3 separate regions of the Mus musculus genome follow, and all the other regions are linked to region 3. Evidence: chromatin contacts called from public Hi-C and HiChIP or PLAC-seq data. All regions are on one chromosome and are shown on one strand. The core of a region is the stretch at or near the end of the contact, and the rest is flanking DNA. Distances in the headings are between cores, read along the strand shown.

Region 1 (3,219 bases), core at 290-2,789, 360 kb after region 3:
CCATGGGTCAAAGAGGTAAGACTTGAAGTGCTAAGAGCTGGAAAAAGCAAGGAACTAAAACCTAAAATCTCTAAACAGAGTATGGCTTCAATCACTGGGCTCATCTGGACATTGGCCTCCAAGTCATAAGAGAACTATATATTATTTAAACTAACAAGCACGTGGCAATTTGTTGAATAGAAAATGGGTAAGTGTGCATTTTTCTTCACATTTTCACATCTCTGGGATTAGGATGAGTTCAACAATCACAACATGTTAGAATTTCTGTCAGCCAGGAGCAAAGTGTGACCTGGTTGTTTATTACCTGTGACGCCTTAAAACTGGAGGTCCTATCTAATGCCATAACTGCACAGTGCAGGGCCCGGCACTTCAGCAAACACTGCATTTAAAGACTGAGGAAGGAGCGAGAGTTCTACTTGTTTTTTTGTTTTTTGTTTTTTTCTTTCTTTTCTTTTTTTCCCAAAAACCTGCCATTGGTGTTGTGTGCTGAGATCCTAAACTACAATCCTGTAGAATGGGAGTCAACAACTTGAAACGAGTCCTGGAAAAAAATAGGGAAGCAGAGTGTCCCACTGTTGTCACTGATGGCTGCTGACTGGATCAACATAATCCAAGTGACTTTCTTTTAGGGATAGATGACCTCAACTGTCCCCTCCTACCCATAGTCTTCTCTGATCACCATGCCTAAAATAGCCCTCTTCCTTCTCCTCAGCCACGGCACTGCGAGCATCATCTTTGTAGCCTCCACTGCCTGCAAAGATTATTTCCTTCCTTATCAGTGTGTTTCCCCGGCCAGAAGAGAAATCCAGGGGGTGGCGGGATGCAGGCTCTCGCCTTGTTCATTATCGAATTCTACATGCTGCCAACAGAGAATAACGGGTGCTAAGAAGTCAACCAGTGTCAGAGAATACTTAGTGTAGGATGAAACTGAGTTTGGTGGTTAACTCCAGACTCAACTTTTTCTTATTTACCAGACTGCGTCTCTTCCAACAGTGTTAGGTTTCCAGAGAAGTAAACAGAAAGGGCAGCAAGTTCCCGCCTTCCCCCTAGTCTCCTCCTAGTTCCCTGCATCATTAGCACTTTGTAATAGACGGGTGGATTTCTTACCCTGGATGAGCTGCTGTCAATAAGTTTATTTACTAGAGTTCATGGTTTACACTGGCTCTCATTCTCTGTGTTTTATGGATGCATAACACGTGTCCATCATTGCAAACCCATCCAGAATCCTAAGGCTTTAAACCCTGTCTCTACTTATTTGTAGCCCTCCTCGCAGCACTGTTTTGATTTCATGTAAATAAATGGTTGGGCTCTCTCTCGAGACAAGGAAACAAAGCCCAGGCTCCAGGTTTCCAGTGTTCCTCCACACGGGTTGCACGTCCAATGCTTTGACTTTTCTAAACTGTTAAGGAAGAGCAATAGACAGTAGACGGGGGTGGGGGGTGGGGAGGGGGGGACGAGCGAGCTAGGATTGCTTGGTGCCTAATTATCACTCAGCTGTGGTCTCTGGTGCCAATATCTGGAAGCTGCGATGAATACTGGGACTCATGGGAGACAGTTTCACAATAGGTTCACTTCTGCTTTCTAGGATTCGCCTCACTCTACCTTCTCCTTTCTTGTCTTCATTTTCTGACAATTGGCACTGAGTTGGTTATTTTTGTCTGTTTGTTTGGTTTTGTCTGTCTTTATGCAATCACACTTTAAGAATCAACCAAAGACAACTTGATTGTGCCAATCAGTCTTGGGGGAAAGCTAAGCTTGAGGGAATCTAAATGGCAGAGACTCTGGGACTGGAGAGGGTATGGGGCTTGGGGATATTAGAGTTCCTGAAGGGCCAGGGTCTTCCTCTAAGTGGTTTGCTTCTGTACTTCCTGTGAAGGTTATGGACGCATGGCTGCTGGAGGCAAAGTTCTGTGGCCCATCTTAAGCTTGGCTCCTGGAGGTTCCTATTCTCTTCTTGGTGGGATCACTAGATCATTACATCAGCCTTTAGCACTGGTGAATCTGAAGAAAACCACTGGTTAAAAAAAAATCACAGCTGTTACCAAATGTGGGAGCCCTCTTGCAGCTGAGAAAGACCATGGTCTCCAGAAAGGATGCTGTTGGAGTTTCATGAATAAACTAGTTCATAAGTTCCCCCTTCTCCAAATGTGTGCCACTTCCAAACACGTGTTATTCTCTCTCTCTGTTCACCTTCATTCCCTGAAGTGTCTCTATAGTTCAAGGCAAGGCTAGTACCTCCTTATTAATTCTTGCCATCTTTTGTACTACATGATTTTCCTGCAACACTCTTTAAGATTCTGCGAGCGGCAGGTGAAAATTAAGAAGCCTGCCAGGGCTCTGTGGTCCGTAACAAGGAGCTCTGGGGCTGAAAGAATGACCCAAGAGCTTTCAGACTCAGTAGTAATAGTTCTGGCTGGACTGTGTGTGTGGGTTGGGTTTGCTGTTGGTTATTCCAGCATGTTCGGACAAGTACGGAAACCAACCCAATAACAGGAATTCCACACGAACTGGCCTCTCCTGGGAAATAATTAGTCCTAAGGAAGTGGTTCCTGGAAAGTTCTAACCTCTCCTGCCCCGGGGTACCACACATGTCCCACACATGTTCTGCCTGTAGCTCTCTCCCTCTCTTTCCACTAAGCTAATTGCATTTGTATTTCAGAGCTGGACTTTAAATGGTACCTTCAGTCACCACTAGGACTGTCAGCCCTCCCTCCTGCCTCCTCGTTCCTGAGTCCCTTAGTTTTTCCTCACTCTCCCAGCATCTTAGTTCTTTGCCCAGTGTTTGTCCTGCCTGAAGGGTTGTAAATGTCATGAGGCTGAGGCCCCGCTCTCCCCTGTGTATTCCACATTAGGTTCAGTTCCTACAGGAAGTAAGAACTCAAAAGTATTTAAATTAGTTGAGGAGCATGTGTAAATGCTGATGCTCTACTCCAATGCCTTGCTGGCACATCAACCTTAATGTTGCAAATGTGCGATTTCCTCACTAAAAGTCTATTTTCCATTCTCCTGATTTTGGATATATATATATATATATATATATATATATATATATATATATATATCTCCATCATCCATTCAACTGTCCAACTAGCATCTCAGTGATTAATCTTAATTCTTTTCCTTTACAGACTTCCATATTGAATCTATTAACAAATTCCAACACATCTTCCATTTCTTTTACTGAAAATTAATTTTTATACAATATGTTCTGATTATAGT
Region 2 (3,378 bases), core at 192-2,691, 320 kb before region 3:
GAAACAGCAGCTGAGGGGAGATTAAAGTCGCAGAGTCTGAGAAACATCTTCAAGGAAAAGGTCCTGTGCATCCACGCAATGGCCCTGGGAGTGCGGATGGGAGTCATCACCCTCTGAGCTTGTAGGGACTTCCCAGTGGCAAAGCTGGGATTGGAGGTCATCTCCGTCCACATGTTAGGCTCTCCCTACCGCCGTGCATTATGTTCCATGTTCCATAGCTCAAAGGCTCTTTTTGAGTCTGGGTGAGAAGCAGGAGATGGAGGACCTGCCCTGGGAGGAGTGGGATGTTCCTATCTTTTCCTTCAGTGTTCACCAGGAAGCAAAACTATCCTCAAAGCACAGAACAAATGTCTCTGGGGGTGTGTCTTTAAAAAATTATTTTTTTTTTAGATTTTATTTATTTTTATTTTATGTGTATGAGTATTTGCCTGCATGTTATCTGTGTACCATGTGCATGCAGTACCCATGGAGGCCTCAAGGGGGCATACGATCTCCTGGCATTAGACAGTTGTGAGCTGTCATATGGGTGCTGGGAATCAAACCTGGATTCTCTAGAAGAGAGGCCAGTGCTCTTAACCACAGAGCCATCTTTCCAGCCCCACACCCCCATCCCCCACCCCCTTACCCCTCCTCGGCAAGTCTTTTGAGCACTCTGAGACATCCAAGGCTTGGCATAGATGTCTATTTCTTCCCCTACGACTTCCACAGCTCCATCAATCCAGAAATTACTGGCTTGGTGTCTCTGTTACTCACTAGTCTTAAGTTTCTTGGATGGAGGAGCCATGGTTCCTACTTCACGGAAACCCCACCCGCAGCACAGGCTGAATAGGAGTGTGCCAGCAATCATCGCTGTGAATCGGAAGCGATGCCACAAGAGACAGTGAAGTTATCCTGACTTAGCACACAAAGACAGAAGGTAGATTCTAGACTCCACGTGCCCTCTGGCTGACACTAGTCCCGGAGGTATTTGTGGTTATTTCAGAGGTTATCCTGAAGTCCAGAGGTGCACAGTGAACCCCACAACCCATGGCAGAAACTGTTGGATTTTCTAGGCCATGCTGAAAGCCCAGAAGAAGCTGACAGGAGACGATGCGCCTTTCCAATCCCCAGGCCTGCTTCTTGGGTAAGTTGTCACATTAAACATATGGGCATCTTACGAACAGTTTTACACTGCGGGTGATCTGGGGGAGAATATACCCTAGCAATGGAGAAACACACATTCAACTCTGTGCAGTTCAGTATGGTGGCCAGTCAGGACTCACTGTTGTGTTTGCCTGAGTACTGTCGGGAGAGTATTGGTTGAGGACTCTAAGATGATGTGGGGATGTGGGCATGAACCTCGATTTCCGGAAGGTTCTTCAGTTCCTCTCTTCTGGTTGGGAAGTCCCAGGCAGCCTTCTCATTTCTGTATGGAAAGAGCAGAAGTGAAAACTCTCTCATGCTCTTTCCTTATCGTTGCTTCACTGACGTCTTGTGTTGCCTATTTGTCCCTCAGTACTACTCAGGACAATGACATCTGCTCACTGACCCAGGCCATCACCCCTAGGACTGGCCTTGTGTTACTGGAGCCTCCGTACAGAACAGTGAGTGTCTCTGGAGAGAGTGTCCCTGGCTGTGGAGGACTATGTTTTCATGTGTGTGTGTGTGTGTGTGTGGTGTGTGTGTGTGTGTGTGTGTGTGTGAATACACATTTATGTGTGTGTTTGTGGAGGTCAGAAATTAAAATTGGTGTCTTCTTCAATTACTCATCTATTTATTCATTTATTTAGTGTGTGTGTATGTTTACACACATTTGTATACATATGCATGTGCATACATATGGGGGCCAGAGGTTGACATCAGCTGTTTTTCAGGATTGCTCTCCACACTAGACATTGAGGCAAGCTTTCTCACTTGAAGCCAGAGACTGCTGATTCAGCAAGCTCCATCAGCTATTTGTCTGGCAATCCTTGGTCTCTGCCGTGGAGTGCTGGGATTCCGTGGAGTGAAGGGCTGCTCTACCTGCCCAGGGTTTACACAGGTTCTAAGAGTCTGAGTCCTGGTCTTTTCTATTGTGCAGCAAGTGCACGGTAGCCAGCTTATTTTTCGACCTAAAGTCTTCCCCTAAACCAGGAACTCATTGATCCGTCTAGACTTGTTAGCCAGCAAGCCCCAGTGGTCATTCTGCTTCCCCAGTGCTGGGGAGCATAGATGTGCATCACTGATCCAGTCTTCTACATGGGTTCTGGGAAGCAAACGCAGGCCCTCACACTTGTGTGGCAGCTACTCTTCCATTGGAGCCATCTCCCCAGTCCCGAGGATTGTATTCTCTCATACCATTCAAGCAGGTCAGGAAGCAGGAATGGATGCAGAGGCCATGGAGGGATGTTACTTACTGGCTTGCTTCCCCCTGGCTTGCTCAGCTTGCTCTCCTATAGAACCCAAAACTACCAGCCCAGGGATAGCACCACCCACAATATGCCCTCTGCCCTTGATCACCAACTGAGAAAATGCCCCACAGCTGGATCTCATGGAGGCATTTCCCCAACTGAAGCTCCTTTCTCTGTGATAACTCCAGCCTGTGTCAAGTTGACACACAAAACCAACCAGTACAAGTAGGATCTCCGAGTCCTTCTCTGTCAGCGTCCCGTGTAATCCCCATGCCTTGGAGAGCTTGAGCAGGCTCTGAGCATCTGTTGCTTGAGCATGGTGACTGCTACCTTACTTTTTTGACTGCTTTGGCTCAGGCTACTCAGGGACATGAAAAGCATCGATTTACAACAAATGGGGACCAGTTGCGGGCAAACTGAGATGACTTCAAAGGGTTTTGATATCAGCAAAGAGTATTAATGTTTCAGGAGGACGCTAGCGACCTGAAAACAAGTCGGTGAGCAGCCCAGATCACATGTTCTGGAGACATCTCTAGACTCAGGCTTCCATCTTGGTGCGGTAAATAACACCCCAGGGAAAGATGAGAAAAAGAAGCAGGGTAAGTTCCCTCTGGGAATGTGAAAAGGCGCTACTGGAGCCAGATAAGCCTGCGCACAGCCTCTGATATAGCTATTGCTACAAAATAGCTATTACTCTGGCGATCTTGTTGCCTGACTGGCGTCCATGACCCGGTCAAGGTTGCATTGGAGAGAAGACATAGGGCAGGTGGATACAAAGAAACTTGGCTGGCAGAAGAGGCAGGAGAAACGGCTCCAGGAGGCATTGGCTCAGCCTCCATATTCCTGGGGACAGAGTAGGGGGGACGTACTCCTTCTTTTGAAACCTCAGTTTGACAACGTGGAAATGGAAAAGATGGGAGGAGGTGGAGCCTTCTTGTGCCTCCTCTGAGAGCATGGCAGCTATGCCAATGTTGCCCAGATGCCTTCTGCTTCTGTTATTGTTGGACAA
Region 3 (3,416 bases), core at 677-3,176:
CTCACCTGAGTCCGAGCTGTACTAGGCGCTCAGTGGCTGTGGACCACCCTCCAGCTTATCTTTACCTTTGTAAAGAGAACTCTTTCGTTAGTTAAGTTTGTCTACTTTAAGGTCACCGAGACTGACTGATTCTGTGTACATAGAAGAAATGGGCCGATCTGGTCCTCCTGCCTCGTCTCTACTGCTACCTCAGGAATTTCTCGTGAAATGTTAGGCTGCAGTGACTATTTTTAAGGTGTAAGGAGCTCAAATCATGTATTTCCATGGCTGCAGAAAAGTGAAGAGGGAATACTGGTCACTTTTGGTAGGAAATGTGCGTGACAGTCCTGGAATAGAAGCAGGAGAACTTTTCACTTCAGATGTTTCTTACAGAAGTCATTTAGCTTCTAAATCTGGGGTGCCATTTTCATAATCTACCACCATTTTGCAGAAGTGGTATTTATGAAGAAATTTGGCTTCAGAATAATTATTCTCTTGGAGATGTAAAAAAAAAATTAACCATTTGAATGATATTGAGGAGCTGCTTTGAGGCGAGTCCCCAATGCAGGGGTCCTTGGGTAGGGTCCCCTTGGCACCTTCCGACCTTGCCTCACGGCTCAGCCTCTGTCTTCTTCCCTACTGTTTGGCCTTTCCTAGGAGAGCTTCCAAGTGGGACCATGTATTTTGTAGCCTTTTGCATTCAATGGCTTCTTCCACTCACTGTGTTAAATTTGAGATTTATTCATGCTGTCAGTAGTTCGCTTTTTGTTACTGCTGAGTGGTAAACCCCGTTAGATTGGCTGCTGGGACGTGGTTGTCTTTCTTCCAGTTGAATGACATCATGGTGCTTACGACAAAGCCGCTGTGAATGTGTACACACTTGAATTCATAACCTGCGCTGGGGTTACTGGCCTTGATGCAGAGTGTGTGTCTAACGGTTGAAAAGTGATCGTGGCATTTACACTCCCACTGCCAACAGATGGATGGTCTGTTGTGCCCCCACCCCCACCCCAACGGTTGGTGCTGCTGCTTTCACAAAAAGACTGGAAGGCTTGATTTTAACCATGCTGGATATATACAGGTGTGTCGGATGGGAGCATCTCACAGCCTCGGTTTGCATTTTTTGTAATGGTTGATTCTGCTTAGTATTTTTTTCACATCTATTTATATATAAAATATATTTATATTTGCTATATAAATATATTGTGTTATAATTATATAATGTGTAATGTATTATATAAATTATATAAATATATATTATAGATATATAAATACAGTCTTAGCTCATTTCTTTTATTGGCTGTTGGGTTTTGTTCCCAGCCCCTTTTGCCATTAACTTGCTTCCAATATTCTTGTGGCGTTAACGTCAGAGAATAATTTCAGTAATGGCTCTGTTGCCACTTTTTCTCCTTCATGAATTGTGGTTTTAGGGTCCTATCTAAGAAGTGTTTTTAATCTACTGACTGAAAGATTTCTCCTGGGTTTTCTTACAGAGGCACTGTAGTTCAGGATTTTACATTTATTCTGTGACCTGTTTGTGCTTAATGTTTCATATGTGTGAGGGAAAGTTTGAGGTGTTTTTTTTTTTCTTTTTCTTTTTTCTGTTATTTAATTTTTTACTTTATCCAGTTGGCCCAGGACCAAGGAGCAATTACTGAAAAGTTACCAGTTCTTCGCAGAACTCTTACAAAATCAACTCGATGTCATGTATTGAGCTAACTTTTTCTTTGATAACCATAAATGTATTTCTGAAACTGCTTCCTGCCTGCAATCGTGTCCCAGTACAAGGCCAGCTGTAGACTGCTGTCCCCCTGTGTGACAGAGTTGCTGTCTGTGGCCGTTTCTCTTTGTGACTGGATTTAGGCACTTTACCCTGGCTGTCATCAGGGCCGTCTTAGCTTCCGTGGCTAGTGTTGTAATAATGCTTGGGGAAGCTGCTGTCCTCTCCTAACATAGTTCCCCTCCTCGACCTGTTTTCTGGGCTCCCTTACTGAAGCTGCCCCTGTGGGCCTGTCTCCTGCTGTGGCCAGTGCTCTCCCCCGGTCCTTTCCCTACCCTGTTTTTTCCTCTGTGGTTCACTTGGAATCATCTGCTGTTCAAGTCGTGTAACACTGCTGCCCTTGGATCTGCCGTCTTCATCCTGTTCATCCCGTCTAGTAGAGTTTTCCTCTCAAATACTGTAATTTTCATTTTATCTTAATCGATAATTTTCATTGTTTTTTTACACCTGTCTTTAATATCCTAATTTCTTTGCTACCTTTGACCGTATAAAGCATAGGTAAGTCTCTAATGTAATATCCTTGACTTTGGGTTCTATTGCCTTTGTCACATGCAGGTCGTTTTCATTGACTTTTCTTGTTTTATGAGTCCTGTCTTCCTGGTTTTTTTTTTTTTTTTTTTTTTTTTTTTTTTGGTTTTTCGAGACAGGGTTTCTCTGTGTAGCCCTGGCTGTCCTGGCACTCACTTTGTAGACCAGGCTGGACTCGAACTCAGAAATCCGCCTGCCTCTGCCTCCCAAGTGCTGGGATTAAAGGCGTGCGCCACCACGCCCGGCTGCCTGTCTTCCTGTTGTATGTCTGCTACTTTTTAACATATGACCTTGCAGTGAGTAACTTGTTAGTTTTTCAAGGCTTGCTTTTAGACAGCTTTCCATAGGAACAAAACACACATACATGTGTGCACACAGGATGCCTACTTTATACACACGTGCACGCAGACACATACACAGAGACTCATGCATGAGCGTGCAACCCCCCACATACACACATACACACACACACACATACACACACATATACACACACACACATACACACACACATACACACACACATACACACACACACATACACACACACACATACACACACACACATACACACACACACATACACACACATATACACACACACATACACACACACACACATACACACACACACATACACACACTCACACACACACACACACACTCACACACACACACACACTCACACACACACTCACACACACACTCACACACACACCCCTGTAGTTGGGCGGTGATGTCCTGAGCATTCGCCGCTCCAGACTTAGACTTTCTTCTCTCCGCTTCCGTAGCCCTCACCAGCCAAGACCCTCTCTGACTTCTGACTGCTGGTCTGCTCTTTGGCTGTGACTGTCTCAAAGCTTGGGTGGTTTTTATAGAAGCTTGTTGGTGGGTGGTCTTTTGTAAGCCTGTGTTTGCATTCTTCCCTTTTACTTAAAGACTTTATTTTAAATCCAGGCATTTCATATACATACTCAAAACACTTAGCATTTCCCCCTTTCTGCCCCTTATCTATTTCTCAAGGGCAGCTACTTCTTAATGTTTATTTTTTTTTATCTCCGTATTTCTCCATGACATTCCTTTTTTCTCTTCTTTTACTTTTCAATCTTGAGAATAATGATTAAGCTGT

Evidence for each region. A called contact is a pair of places that touch in the nucleus more often than the background predicts. HiChIP or PLAC-seq counts read pairs in DNA pulled down with a chosen protein or histone mark.
Region 1: a contact with region 3 is called in an H3K4me3 HiChIP or PLAC-seq map of bone marrow-derived macrophages, with 8 times the contacts expected there. The contact joins two enhancer-like sites. A contact is called at or near these places in 1 of 39 promoter capture datasets (hippocampal neurons), 17 of 484 Hi-C or Micro-C datasets (B cells, the G1E-ER4 cell line, the HPC-7 cell line and 10 more), 25 of 115 datasets of contacts at active chromatin or transcription factors (the NIH/3T3 cell line, bone marrow-derived macrophages, craniofacial prominence and 17 more) and 4 of 9 other capture datasets (adipose tissue, embryonic stem cells, liver and 1 more).
Region 2: a Hi-C map of bone marrow-derived macrophages shows a contact between it and region 3, with 22 read pairs. The contact joins two enhancer-like sites. A contact is called at or near these places in 1 of 484 Hi-C or Micro-C datasets (bone marrow-derived macrophages) and 6 of 115 datasets of contacts at active chromatin or transcription factors (craniofacial prominence, embryonic hindbrain, embryonic limb bud and 2 more).

The regions. Positions count from the first base shown.
Region 1 is chr14:76,856,007-76,859,225 of GRCm38.p6, forward strand. No RefSeq gene overlaps it. Among named protein-coding and RNA genes, the nearest start is that of Gm30365, 20 kb to the left of the region's middle. Within about 2 kb of position 1,540, at least 40 of the 459 cell types and tissues checked have an H3K27ac peak or open chromatin away from gene starts, as enhancers often do. A contact at or near this core is called in bone marrow-derived macrophages, where this site is marked.
Region 2 is chr14:76,178,165-76,181,542 of GRCm38.p6, forward strand. Gm36534 (a long non-coding RNA gene) reads left to right here. Exons shown (of 3, transcript XR_874833.2): 2 at 1,053-1,123. Among named protein-coding and RNA genes, the nearest start is that of Gm36534, 15 kb to the left of the region's middle. Within about 2 kb of position 1,442, at least 31 of the 459 cell types and tissues checked have an H3K27ac peak or open chromatin away from gene starts, as enhancers often do. A contact at or near this core is called in bone marrow-derived macrophages, where this site is marked.
Region 3 is chr14:76,496,540-76,499,955 of GRCm38.p6, forward strand. The region is part of intron 1 of Tsc22d1 (TSC22 domain family, member 1); the gene reads left to right. Among named protein-coding and RNA genes, the nearest start is that of 4930444M15Rik, 23 kb to the right of the region's middle. Within about 2 kb of position 1,927, at least 11 of the 459 cell types and tissues checked have an H3K27ac peak or open chromatin away from gene starts, as enhancers often do. A contact at or near this core is called in bone marrow-derived macrophages, where this site is marked.